Regions from separate parts of the Cyprinus carpio genome. Here region 1 is linked to region 2. A link is a contact called in public Hi-C data. All regions are on one chromosome and are shown on one strand. Each heading gives the region's core, a stretch centred on a gene start, on an enhancer-like site or on the middle of the called end of the contact. The rest is flanking DNA. Distances are from core to core; before and after follow the strand shown.

Region 1 (5,693 bases), core at 2,523-5,022, 160 kb after region 2:
CTTTTAAAAGTTTGTATTACTTTTGGTCTTTTGTTGTTTGTGTAAGGCAAAGTGTATTTTATTTTAAAAGTTTTGATGTATGATGTTTTGATGTTTAAAGAATTGATGTAAGTACCAGACAAAACATTTTATCTGTGTAGAAGATCTTTAACAGTTTAAGCAATGTTTTGGTGTCAAAACTAGACAAAAACGTAAATGTAATTTCATCATGTGCTTTTGTTTACACCAAGAAAACACTTGAATATTTTATCAGTTAGAGCATAAAATTTTAATTGTAATTTAGTCTTGTGTGCATATGTTTTACAATTTGTTTACACTTTATATTGACATTTTATCAGTATAAAGTTCATTAAAAGGTATAGTAAAATCTGATGATTTCGATGTCAAAAATAAAATTTAAATGTAAATTTGTCTTGTGTGCATGTGTTTTTACATTTTTGTTTACACTTTACACTTAAAGATCATTATCAGTTTAAGTAAAACCTGATTAGTTTAAGCTGATGTCGAAACATGAATTTGTCTTCTGTGCATCGTTTAATTTTTAAATGTTTTTTTTTTTTTTTTTTTTACATTAAAGGAATACTCCACCCCAAAATGAAAATTGTATTAATCAATTTACCCCCATGTCTTGCTAACCCGTAAAAGCTTTGTTCGTCTTCGGAACACAATTTTAAGATATTTTGGATGAAAACCAGGAGGCCTGTGACTGTCCCATAGACTGCCAAAAATAAATAACAGTGTCACGGTCCAGAAAAGTATGAAATTCGTCATCAGAATACTCCATCTGCCATCAGACGTGCAATCTAGGATCCGCTGTTGTTCTTTCAAATCAAAACTAAATATACGTTTGTAAGACGCATCCTTGTGGCGTGGATAATACAGAAGAGCATACGCAGCATACGGTGATATGAGAGACACAGAGGAGACTGTGGACAAAGGAATTTTTGAATAAAGTTTTTTTTTTTTGCTTTCTTCCACCCCGAATACAATTTTGTCATTAATCCTGTTGCTTCATATAACCCAGAGCTTTGTTCACATCGAAATGGCAGATGGAGTATTCTGACGACGACTTTCATACCTTTTATGGACCTTGACACTGTTATTTACTTGGCAGTCTATGGGACAGTCACAAGCCTCCCGGTGCCGGTGATCAAAAAAGTTAATTTAGAACCCTGTTTGTGTGATAAGATTTTGGGTGTTTGGAACGACATGGGGGTAAGTGATTAATGACAAAATGTTCATTTTGGGGTGGAGTATCCCTTTAATCATTGTGACGATTAACAATTAAAGCAAAATCTATTTTTTTGACTTCAAAACCAGATCAAATCTTAAGTGTAAATTTGTTTTGAGTGCAGTTGCGCATGTCTGTTTACATTTTAGTGCACGTCATCATCAGACAAAAACTTCAAACTATAGACTCTATTAGAATACAAGACTTTAGCATGAAATACTATGAATTCAGTTTGGTTGACTCAAACTTTTAAGACAAATAAAGCTAGATTCTTTTTTTAACGAGTAAAAGATCTTTTAGTGGTTAATCTTTACTAGCTTGAAAATTCAGTCTCTACAGAGCATTACAATTCCATCTCAATAATTTTTTTCTAATGGTATAGCACCTTTAGTAATCTTTACTAGCTTGAAAATTCAGTCTCTACAGAGCATTACAAGATGGCCGTTAATTAGTGTGCAGCTCAGATTAGAGACGTCCGTCTAAGTGCAGCGGTCAGCGCGCGAATTGGAAAAATGCACTGCAGGTGCCTGGCTCTTTCAGATGTTGCCAGGTCTTAACATAATATGCCTGATCCCTCTGCGGACCTCAGCAGCAGCTGTGCACACCAACACAGGCCAATGTTTGCCGAGCACGATAAGGCAAGTACACTAGGCGTATACTGTAAAGTGATATCTTGCAAGGACCTCCCAGAAAAAAAACAATTCATTGTTAATCAAGAGTTGAACACTAGCAGTGAGTAAAGAGTCACGTCAGTGGGGTTGCATTTACAAAATGTTTATTTTCCGAACCATCTTTGCGATAGAAAAAATACATGACAACTTTTCTTTGAGACAATGACCAACAGTAATGTGACGTAATTTTCAGGAATCTGTCAACATCCATAAGAACCTTCATGCGATCCCCTCATCGATTGTGACGTCATAAAGTACCAGCGGCGTTTTAGTGTAGAAATGTGCGTTTTATACATAATTAGTGTTTTTAATTCTCAGCCCAGCCTGTTATAATCTAGATGAACACACCGCCAAAACTACCATTTCAGCCAATGAAATGCCTTTCGCATATCTTTTTTTATTTTTATGTTGGCTTGTTTGCTTAAATAAATTGCGTTAAATTTCAAAAGCCTGTTTCCAAGCCAGAATCCAGGTTGTGCAAACAATATCAAGGGATATTAGCAGGGGAATTAAGGGTGCTTGTAAACCGGCCGTCAAGTAGAAGTCATTTTTTTCCAATCCGGGGAATTAAAGATGCTCAGAAGCCACCAGGGGCCCATTTGGCTTCAACCCCTGCTGCACCCTCTTGTGAACGTTTTTTTGCGGTCCACCAGCAATAGATGTAGCAAACTTGTTCTTTTCAATTCCCACAGCCACCGATACCAATTTCTTGCTTGTACCTGTTTGTTAAAGTGTTCGCTTTCCGGGTGAGCTTCGAGAGCACCGTGTGCAGTCCGTTTAGATGAAAATGAAACAGCTTCTCCAAATCCTCATCGTTCGGCTCGATGCGAGACATCTCCAGCGCCGTCGTCACACCATGCTTTTCCTTGCGCCTCTCATCGGCTTGAAGCACACCCCATTCGATATCGGTCCTAATTGATTTGAGGAGCACATAAGAGCCATACATGTCTCCATCCTGGAAGGAGTTCACCTCTTTCTCCCCCTCCTGTCTCAATGGGACATCCCTCAGCAAACTTGGCACCATGATCGTCTGGTCCATGTTGTTCACGGCACCAATAAACCGGTTCATGGAATTGAAGAGAGAGTTTTTTTGGTTGTAGGAATCACAGATTTGCATCATCTTCACCGTCCTATGGACCTGGAGGGTTTTGTTCAGATGTAGAACGAGGAGAAGCTACAGACGTAGTTATTCTTGGGCTGGATGGTCCGGATAGATATAACGGAGGGTTTATCAACTATTATTCGTGTCCAGATTCCTTGTGCGTTTCTGAAAGCGCAGGTGGATTTAAAGCAAGGGCGTGGCTTTCACACGTCAATCAAACATGTGACCAGGTTGTAAACTGATAATGTGACCTGAAATAACACATATCCATGAAAGATTAATGGTTATGCACATAATATTATATAATCAAAATAAATATCAGTGTGGAATTTATAAAATGAGGTACAGAAGGCAATAAGTATAAAGGATAAGCTTAGTATTTTTTAAAAAAAAATATGTACAAGCATGCTTTAGAATTAAATATACAAATTATTAAGTATTTATAGTAAAACTAAATCAGATTTAATTTAAATTATATTAAAAACTGTATTGTAAACGCGCATTGTATGCTTCCTACCACTCCTTGATTTCATAAAGGAAAAGCCGGCCGGCAAACTAAGCGTCAATCTATCGAGTCTGACACATATCACAGGCTTCTAAATACCCACCTTTGATGATATTCGTCTTCCCTTAAATCCGAAAACGTAAAGTGCAAGGAAACCGGTGATAAAGTCGCTGAAAGATAACAGACTCGTCTAGCAACCGACCGAGGGTGAGGCCGCGTGTAGCTCTAAGGCGCTTATGAATATTCATGAAATGAAGCATCAGCCCACAACCGCTCAGCCGCTCTAGTCCAATCAGAAGCCAGTCGCCAGGAGGACGGCGCCTCTCGACAGCCAATCAGAGGGCAAGAAAGGGAATCCGGCAACGTGCCAAGGCTGCAGCTCACGGTCAAAGACATGACAGTGAACTAGAAGAACAGAGCACGAGGGAACTACTGGACTGATGATAGTACCTTACAGTACCAGAACGGTTTCTGCATTCGATTTTATTTTCACTTTCCATTCTTAGATGTCGTATACCAAACTTAATATTTAAAAAACACTCTGTTTTTGTATCAGTAAATGGTGCTTTCTGATCTAAACACTTTTCGAGGTAAATGAAGAAAGTAAGTACTGAAGTACTATTCGGTGTGTCAAACACTGAAAAATTTCTCTTCGCACTATCAGAAAGGTATTTTATGAAAGCTGAAATGTTATTTTGTCAAAAAGAGACAAAAATACATAACACACCCTGCTGAAAAAACCAGCATATGCTGGTTAGGTATGTTTTGACGCTGGGATGCTGGTCCTTTGCCGGTTTTAAGCTGGTCCTTTGCCGGTTTAAGATGGTCCTTTGCCGGTTTTAAAGGTATGTTTTGACGCTGGTATGCTGGTCCTTTGCTGGTTTATGCTGGTCCTTTGCTGGTTTATGCTGGTCCTTTGCTGGTTTATGCTGGTCCTTTGCCATAAACCAGCAAAAACCAGCAAAGGACCAGCATAAAACAGTATCCCAGCGTCAAAACATACCTAACTAGCATATGCTTTTTTAACAGGGTAGTCTATAATTTACATATAGTTATACTTTCATTTAAAAAAAACGTTCAAAGGTTATTTCTAAAGAGACTGTATGCCAAGCCTGCACAGATCCGTGGAATTATGCAAATTATACAAACTTGCAAATATGCAAGATATATAGCCTATGACACCAGGCGAAAGAGTGAATGTCAGAAATCAAATACAGATAGCCTACAACCTCACCAAAATTTGTTTTTGTTCACCCATGTCACTTTTTTTAGTCATTGCTTTGAATAACAGCCTATCAAGGAAATGAATTTTATCGTAAAGAAAGACAGCACAAGAACACTTTATGCAAAGCATGTCACAAAATAAGGTTTGTTTGGGTTTTAAATGATAAAATGAGGACAAAATTTTTCGGACACTTCACTATCTAAAGTTAGTGGAACATGTTCATGTAGACCCCACTTGTTTTGATGTTTCAGATCATTTTTAAGACATTAGATAGGTCATTAGGCATACATTTTGGGGGGGCATTATATAGATGTGCTTTATGATCTTCTCATTTTCAGATGGCACGATATCTGCATTAAAATCCATGTCTGCATGATTATTTGCATGGGCTTTCCCCATGAACGGAGACCTCCTTTCGATGCAGCCGTGTCCCCGTTACGTTTTTTAACAACATCGTGGTGCCATCTAGCGGTCAGAAAGGGAACACCGTCCTGCCTTCAAGACATGATTTAACAAGTGAGGCAATTTTCACACATTAAGTTGACCATGTGTCCTCTTTTCCCCCATACATGTCCTGGTCGGGATTTCTAAAATGCCCCAAATGCCTGGGTTTTGGCTTTGTTTTTCTATTGTTTTACAGAGAAAGGTCAAAGCAATGCAAATATTAATTTATAATCATCTATGAGGACATAGGACAGTAGAGAGCACTTCAATAGGAAAACAAAGCCAAAGAACGTGTCTGGGTAAAAGAGGATGTTTGCACCTAATCATGATCCCAATACATCCAGTTCAAACCCAAACACACCCCAGATAGCACATGTAGGTCTGCAAGATGTCTGTTAAAGATCGCTTCATCTGGAAAGCATCTTCTGTGTACAAACATCTGACAGACGTCTCTAAGATGTCACTTTTACATTCATTCTGAATAATAAACATCTTAAAGACATTTTCTAAACGTC
Region 2 (6,605 bases), core at 1,882-4,381:
TTATGAACTGCATGAGACAAACAAGCAGATGCAAACATTGAGGCTAGATTAAAAAAAATATTTTTTACTAAAAAAACAAAAATGAACACACAAAATCTTGCACGGCTGATTTATATTATGGAACAAACTGTCATAAAGTGCATCTATCGGCTCGGAGCAGACAGAGAAACTCACCAGAGCGGAGATGTCGTACAGCACCTGAACCTCAGAGAGGAACAGAAGATCAGCCTGAAACACACAGAACACCACATAAACACATTAAAACCAGTAGATTTTGACCAGCGTCTAGTTTAGGAGGGGAAACAAAAACCAACAAGCATCTACTGAACGATGGTTTCTATTTGTAACAACTACTTTCACATGTAGATTATTTCGGCAAGGTAGAAGCCACTTCCTACCATGACCGAAAAAAAGCATGTCTGTATAAAGTTTGTGAATACTGTATAAACTAACACATAAATAACAGATATTTTAATGACTTATTTGACATTTATGGACAAAGTCAACCTCAGTTTTGTGGTTCACTAAACCACTAATTTGTGTTATTAGCTATTATAACCACAAGTGTTAAGAGACCATGTCTTCACCTCGTTATTACGACTAAGAGAGACGAGAGGAAGGGACGTGAGGACGGATCCGTCCTGGGACAGACGTCCACGGATCTGTTGCAGGGTCACAGGCAGGTCCTCAAACACTGTGTTGGCCATTCCCATCATATACAGCCTCTGAAACGCACAATCAAGACATTTCAGTATTTACAAACCACAAACAACATATAATTTCATTATTATTTAATTTTTTTTAAGTATTTTTGATTAACATAATTAACACTTTAGACATGACAGTAGCTCTTTTTTATTATTAGTGCCATATCAGCACATAAGACGGATTAAGAAGAGGCATAAAACAAATAAAAAGATAAAGAATAATAGTCAAGACACAATTAGGCGAATCAGTTTCTTATAATACTACTAATAAATATATATATATATATATATATATATTAGTCAAGAATTATATATATATATATATATATAAATAATAAATAAATAAATATATATATATATATATATATATATATATAAAATAAATAATATTATATATATATATATATATATATATAAAATAAATAATATAAAAAAATATATATATATATATATATAATTATATATATAGTAACTACAAGCCTTTAATTTAACATTTGACCAAAAAAAACACACATTTTTCCTTAGAACGGTAGATCTCAAGGTAACTTTGCATTTTACTGCATCAGATTTTAAGCGTTTCTCATGTACATCTTTATCTGCAGAGCACTTGCATGTGGTTAGTGTTTGAGTCAAGAAATTCGAGGAGGTCACACCTCCTCACTTGGGGCAAGCTGCAAGACCACAGGCGTGCTATCAGCAAACAGAGTGTGCACCGTGTTTGCCACACTGTCCAGGGTGAATGGAACCGGCTGAAACCAGACAGACACAGAGATGAACAAAAAGGTGCCATCAGTCTCATGATACAAAATAAGGGAAGTCTTGCAGGGAATCTCCATGGTTAATCAATCCTAAAACATCCTCATTTTCTAGAACATAAAAATGAGCTGTTGAACATTTTCTTTTCTGTTTTCAGGGTCTGAGGTATTTAACTTCACTCATTCATTTAAAGGTCAAACTGACAACTACACGTTGAATCAAAGACATAAAAGCAAGAAAGTGCGAGACAAACCCTTCTTTTGCATTCATGCACCACAGAACCTAAAATAACTCATGCGCGTGAGAATGCATTACTCACATTTTCAAGAGGGTAAGAGGAAATGTTTTTCGGAAAGTCGAGACTGTCCAAGCCACGCACGACGATCAGAGCGTTTGCACGCGGGCGTTGGAACAGCGAACCGGCAGCCAGACCTGGCCAGTCAAGATCCTACAAATAAATACCAGAAGCTTAATACAGAGTTTACGTGAAGACATGATCAGATGTGCCTTTACAGGATTAAACAGATGTTATACCTCATGGATGGAGAAGCCCATGGTCAGGGCGACTAGATCAGGGATCTTTTCTCCTGATATGGGCCACTGTCCATCCCGGAAGGTGACGTACTGCGGGCTGCGCAAAACAGTCAAACTGTCACCCAAAACACCTGATGAAAAATAAAACCGGAAGCAATGCTGATAAAAATTGTCACAATCTTTCTTTACAATAAATCACACTTTTTTTGACATTTTAAAGTCTAATGCAATGCCATACAGATATTTTGAGGTGTGTGGAAAAGTCTACAGAAAAAAAAAATGAAATTAAGATGTTTTGATTTGTGTGGAAAGCATAAATAATAAAAATATGATTTTACTAACTAACTTAATATAAATAAGACTAAAATAATTATATAATGATACAAATATATAAATAAATAAATGCATCAGTACTTCCTATAGTGAGCAGAAAAGAAGAAATATAATGTGACGTGACAAAAATAAAATTACATAATTATAATATTGATTTTTCCACAGTATAAATTGGGTATTTCTACATAAATGTCTTTCAAATTTCAGGTTGCACGAGAATAATGACACTTAATCATCATAATCAAACATCTAAAAGATTGAAACCTCATTTCCTAACACAATGATCGGTTTAAAAACCACAATAATAGTATCATAACCATGATATTAATCAACACTGCAGGATTTGTTATATGAACATGACTGTCACGTGACCTGCTCGGGCTTCCTCATTCACTATCAACATTTAGTAGCAAACCCATTTTTATTTAACAGCATAAAGCAACATTAACACAATATCGTAGCAAATGCACATAAATTATTTTGGATTAAATTAATTTAATTGTATAAACGAGAGATACTGGATCGATTTGCATGACTGCGGATTACGGCACCTTACTACAGTCGACATTATCTCATTAAAAGATCGCTAAAAACACACCGTAAAAACCACGTAGATCTAAAAGATAAAGTATAACGTCAATGTACCTGATAAAAGGGCTAAAAGCGCAAACGCCGTGTTAATAATTGCTCGATTCATCTCGGGAGGATTTTTCTGATGGACTCCACTTCCTCGCAATACGGGTCACATGACCCGCGCCCGCGTGACGTCGTGCGTCATGACGTTGCTGCTGTTCCTGTAGCGCTTCGGCGTTCACTGCGGGACTTTTAAACTCATTTAATTAATCTAGCTAGGGTCTGCAACCTTCAACGTCAACAAAAAAAGAGGCATTTTGGCCCCTTTGCCACCGAATAAAATTCACGTGGAGCCATAAGATATTTGATCCCCAATTATATCATTGGGTAATTATACTGTATATAAATTGCGGACTTTCTGTACGAGAGCGCCCTCCAGCGTCGAGTATGAATAAAACATGCAGCGCATGAGCGTGTTCATCTGTAGGTTGGTGACCTTTCTCCTAATTTTAAATTTGATTTGATAACCTTTTTATAGCCTAAGTTTTATGATTTACATGTTTTACTGACAGGAATGAAAACGAGGCTGTGAGGGATAGAAGTAGCCTTTTTTGAATGGATTGTACTGTCGATAAACACAATTGTGCGTTACATTGTAACGTCCCTGGTTAAATTCACTATGTCTAACCTGACTATAAGGTCTGTCTTCTAATGAAATACTTAAATAATAGCCTACCTATAATTATAGCTATTGATAAATACACTTTGATTTGATTCCATCTACTGCTGCAACTCAAAAAGCCAGAATAATAATAATTAGTAATAATAATCATAATAAAAACATTACTTCAGTTAAACTATAGCAATTTGTAGATCATATAATCTATTTCTTGTTTTTATTATTTGAATACAAAATGAGGAACTTGATCTTGCTTTTCCAAACCCGTATCGTCCTCTTCAACCTTGCTGGTTTTCTTGTAATATCATTGTTATCCTCTTGGAGGAGCTCTTGCTCCGTCACTGAGCGCTGGTTTCGAGCCCCACGAGCCAGAGATCATTTCCCAGCCCCTGTGAGATGATTTTCACTGTCTCCTAAGGCAGACCTTCACCATATGTTCGGCCGAGAAGCCTTATATGACTCTTGATATTTTAAAATAAATCAATAAGTCAAAAACTAATGCACTTGAAATAAAGTCTGGGTTGTAATCTAAGGGAAGAGGCTGCATGCATGCATGATAGTTATTTATATATAGATATCTTCTTGGTGGGCTGCAGGCTGATCATCAGATTCTACTAATGATGAATCAGACACTGAGAATGTGTTTGGTAATTAAATACAGGGTACAGCTGCATATGGTAAAATTATGGCATTCTTCTTTTCAAAAGTAGGCCGTGAAGAGTTGATGCACAACTTTTTATTTTTATTTAGGCTACATCAAAAGCATTGAAATTAACATTAATATTTGGAGTGCATATGGTGCATATGCTATTTCCATCAATGAAAAATAAAAGCTGCATGCATAAATATATACTTATAAACACATAATTGTAAAAGCATTAGCAAAATGATAATTCGCATGTTATATGATAGCCTATAGCCTACTGCAATTAACTGGCTATGTTCAGAAAACAGCTTTGCTCTTTCAGTCAATAACCAACTCGGAAAATCACCCAAAACATAATCCATTTAACACGATCGCTTCAAAAGCAGTTCGTTTCCCGTGTCTTACCCGCGGAGGAGATCTTGTCCTGCACAGTGTCTTGTTTGAGGCGCGTTCTCGCCCTGAGAAGCGGGACTGGAGCGCGCCGCAGCTCTGACTGCTGAGCGCGACCCCGCGACACGCCTCCTCTGATTTTCACATTCCATTAGGAAATTCAATAGCCGACAATTAGACTGACCCAGCGATCGCCCACCCGACGGGACACTGCCGACACACACTGACAGGGCATATCTATGATTCATAAATATATGTTGAATATTTTTTAGGGTTACTCCATGTGACCTAAACATATCTCTCGATAAATATGTGATATTAAAATATTATTATTATTATTATAGTAGCCTCTTTTTTTGTAAAAAAAAAAAAAATAAGCTAAATGTAGGCTACTTGAATATTTTTTTTTTAAAGTTACAATAATAAAATATCGTACCAAGCTAGGCACATCTGTTTTTGACAATAGTGGCCTTTTAGTTAGTTTTTTTTATTTTTTATTAGTATTATTAATATTATATAAGCAGAAATGTATTTATTTATTTATTTATTTATTTATTTATTTTGAAGTTATAATAATAAAACATTGTACCAAGCTATGTAAGGCAAAATTTCTGCTTTTAACAATTTCAGCCCTTTTTTTTAAATTAATTGTGTCTTTGCAAAAAAAAAAAAAAAAAAAAAAAAAAAAATATATATATATATATATATAGAGAGATAGATAGAGATATATATATATATTATATATATATCTATATTATATATATAGAGAGAGAGAGAGAGAGAGAGAGAGAGAGAGATAGATCTTTTCATGTATTTATTATTATTATTATAATTAATAATTCATTCATTCAAACACTTCTGTTTTCAACCATTTCGCCCTTTTAATGAGATTCGTTTTTATTTTTCTAGTAATTATTGTATGTTTCATTTTTAATTGAGTTTTTATTTTATTTTAATGTATTCTGAATAGCAAAGCAATGTAAAGCTTTTTATTTTTTAACTATTTATTTACAGAACGAGAATGATATAGAGCAATAGAACATAGATAGATAGATAGATAGATAGATAGATAGATAGATAGATAGATAGATAGATCTGGAACAATTCAGACGGTTCTCTGCTGGTCTGAAGGGTTTGAAGGACAGATCAGGTCTGCGAGTGACAGTATTGCCTCGATGAGCGGACATTAACCCCGGCGCTGATGAACACTCGCTCGTCTCTGTCCCTTCCTCTGTCTCTTTATTCCGCGAGAGAACGCCAAGCACAGCGCCTCGGGCACTGAACACAATGGAGAGCTGTAGAGGGTGGGACGGGGGGGAGAGAGACCCCATGCATGTATAAATGAAGGCTTCATGGGGGAAGGTAGGGGCGGCCTTGAAGAGATCAGATTAAACAACACAAAAGCCCACCAAACTCGCCTCTTATTTATTTAGATTTCAATGAATCGGGAGCGTTTGTTTCAGCTGAAGAATTCTAATATCCTATAAGACCCTGGCCAGTTTATTTTAGGGGATTCGCTGTTTAAATATGTATGTCAAACTGAACACATCATCAACTCAATACATTCTCACGTATTTGAGCGCTGCTCTCAATGTCTCTTTCTTTCTTATCAGTAGATAAAATTATCGTTGTCTTTTATTATCTCTTCAGAACTGTAGGCTACATTTTATAGTCTTCAAATAGTGTCTGTTTTGACTGAATTTGGGTCTTTTAGGCTACTTGCTACTGGTCAATACTATTTGGATTAATTAATAACAATATTTTATATAGACTAACTTGCTTGAGAGATCCAGATCATTGAGATTGTAAATAACTTTTTCAACGTAGCCTACTTTATTTAGATTTTCTAAAGAAATAACTCAAAATTGCCATCCAAAAACCGGACTTTTACTGCTTTTATTTGACAAAAACACAATTCCGACCAAAATATCAGACAACATCATAGAACTTTTCTGGATCTCTTTAGAAACAGAACTGAATATGATCA

What was found. A called contact is a pair of places that touch in the nucleus more often than the background predicts.
Region 1: a Hi-C map of liver shows a contact between it and region 2, with 6 times the contacts expected there. The contact joins the promoter of LOC109070452 here to the promoter of LOC109047221 in region 2. A contact is called at or near these places in 4 of 8 Hi-C or Micro-C datasets (liver, red blood cells and skeletal muscle).

The regions. Positions count from the first base shown.
Region 1 is chrA22:5,879,401-5,885,093 of ASM1834038v1, forward strand. LOC109070452 (mid1-interacting protein 1-B-like) reads right to left here and starts at 3,773. Exons shown (of 2, transcript XM_019087028.2): 1 at 3,613-3,773; 2 at 1,990-3,255. The coding sequence starts at 3,022. The coding sequence ends at 2,582.
Region 2 is chrA22:5,715,135-5,721,739 of ASM1834038v1, forward strand. It overlaps LOC109047221 (renin receptor), which reads right to left and starts at 3,132. Exons shown (of 9, transcript XM_019064921.2): 1 at 2,976-3,132; 2 at 1,998-2,128; 3 at 1,783-1,911; 4 at 1,361-1,456; 5 at 588-725; 6 at 175-228. The coding sequence starts at 3,027.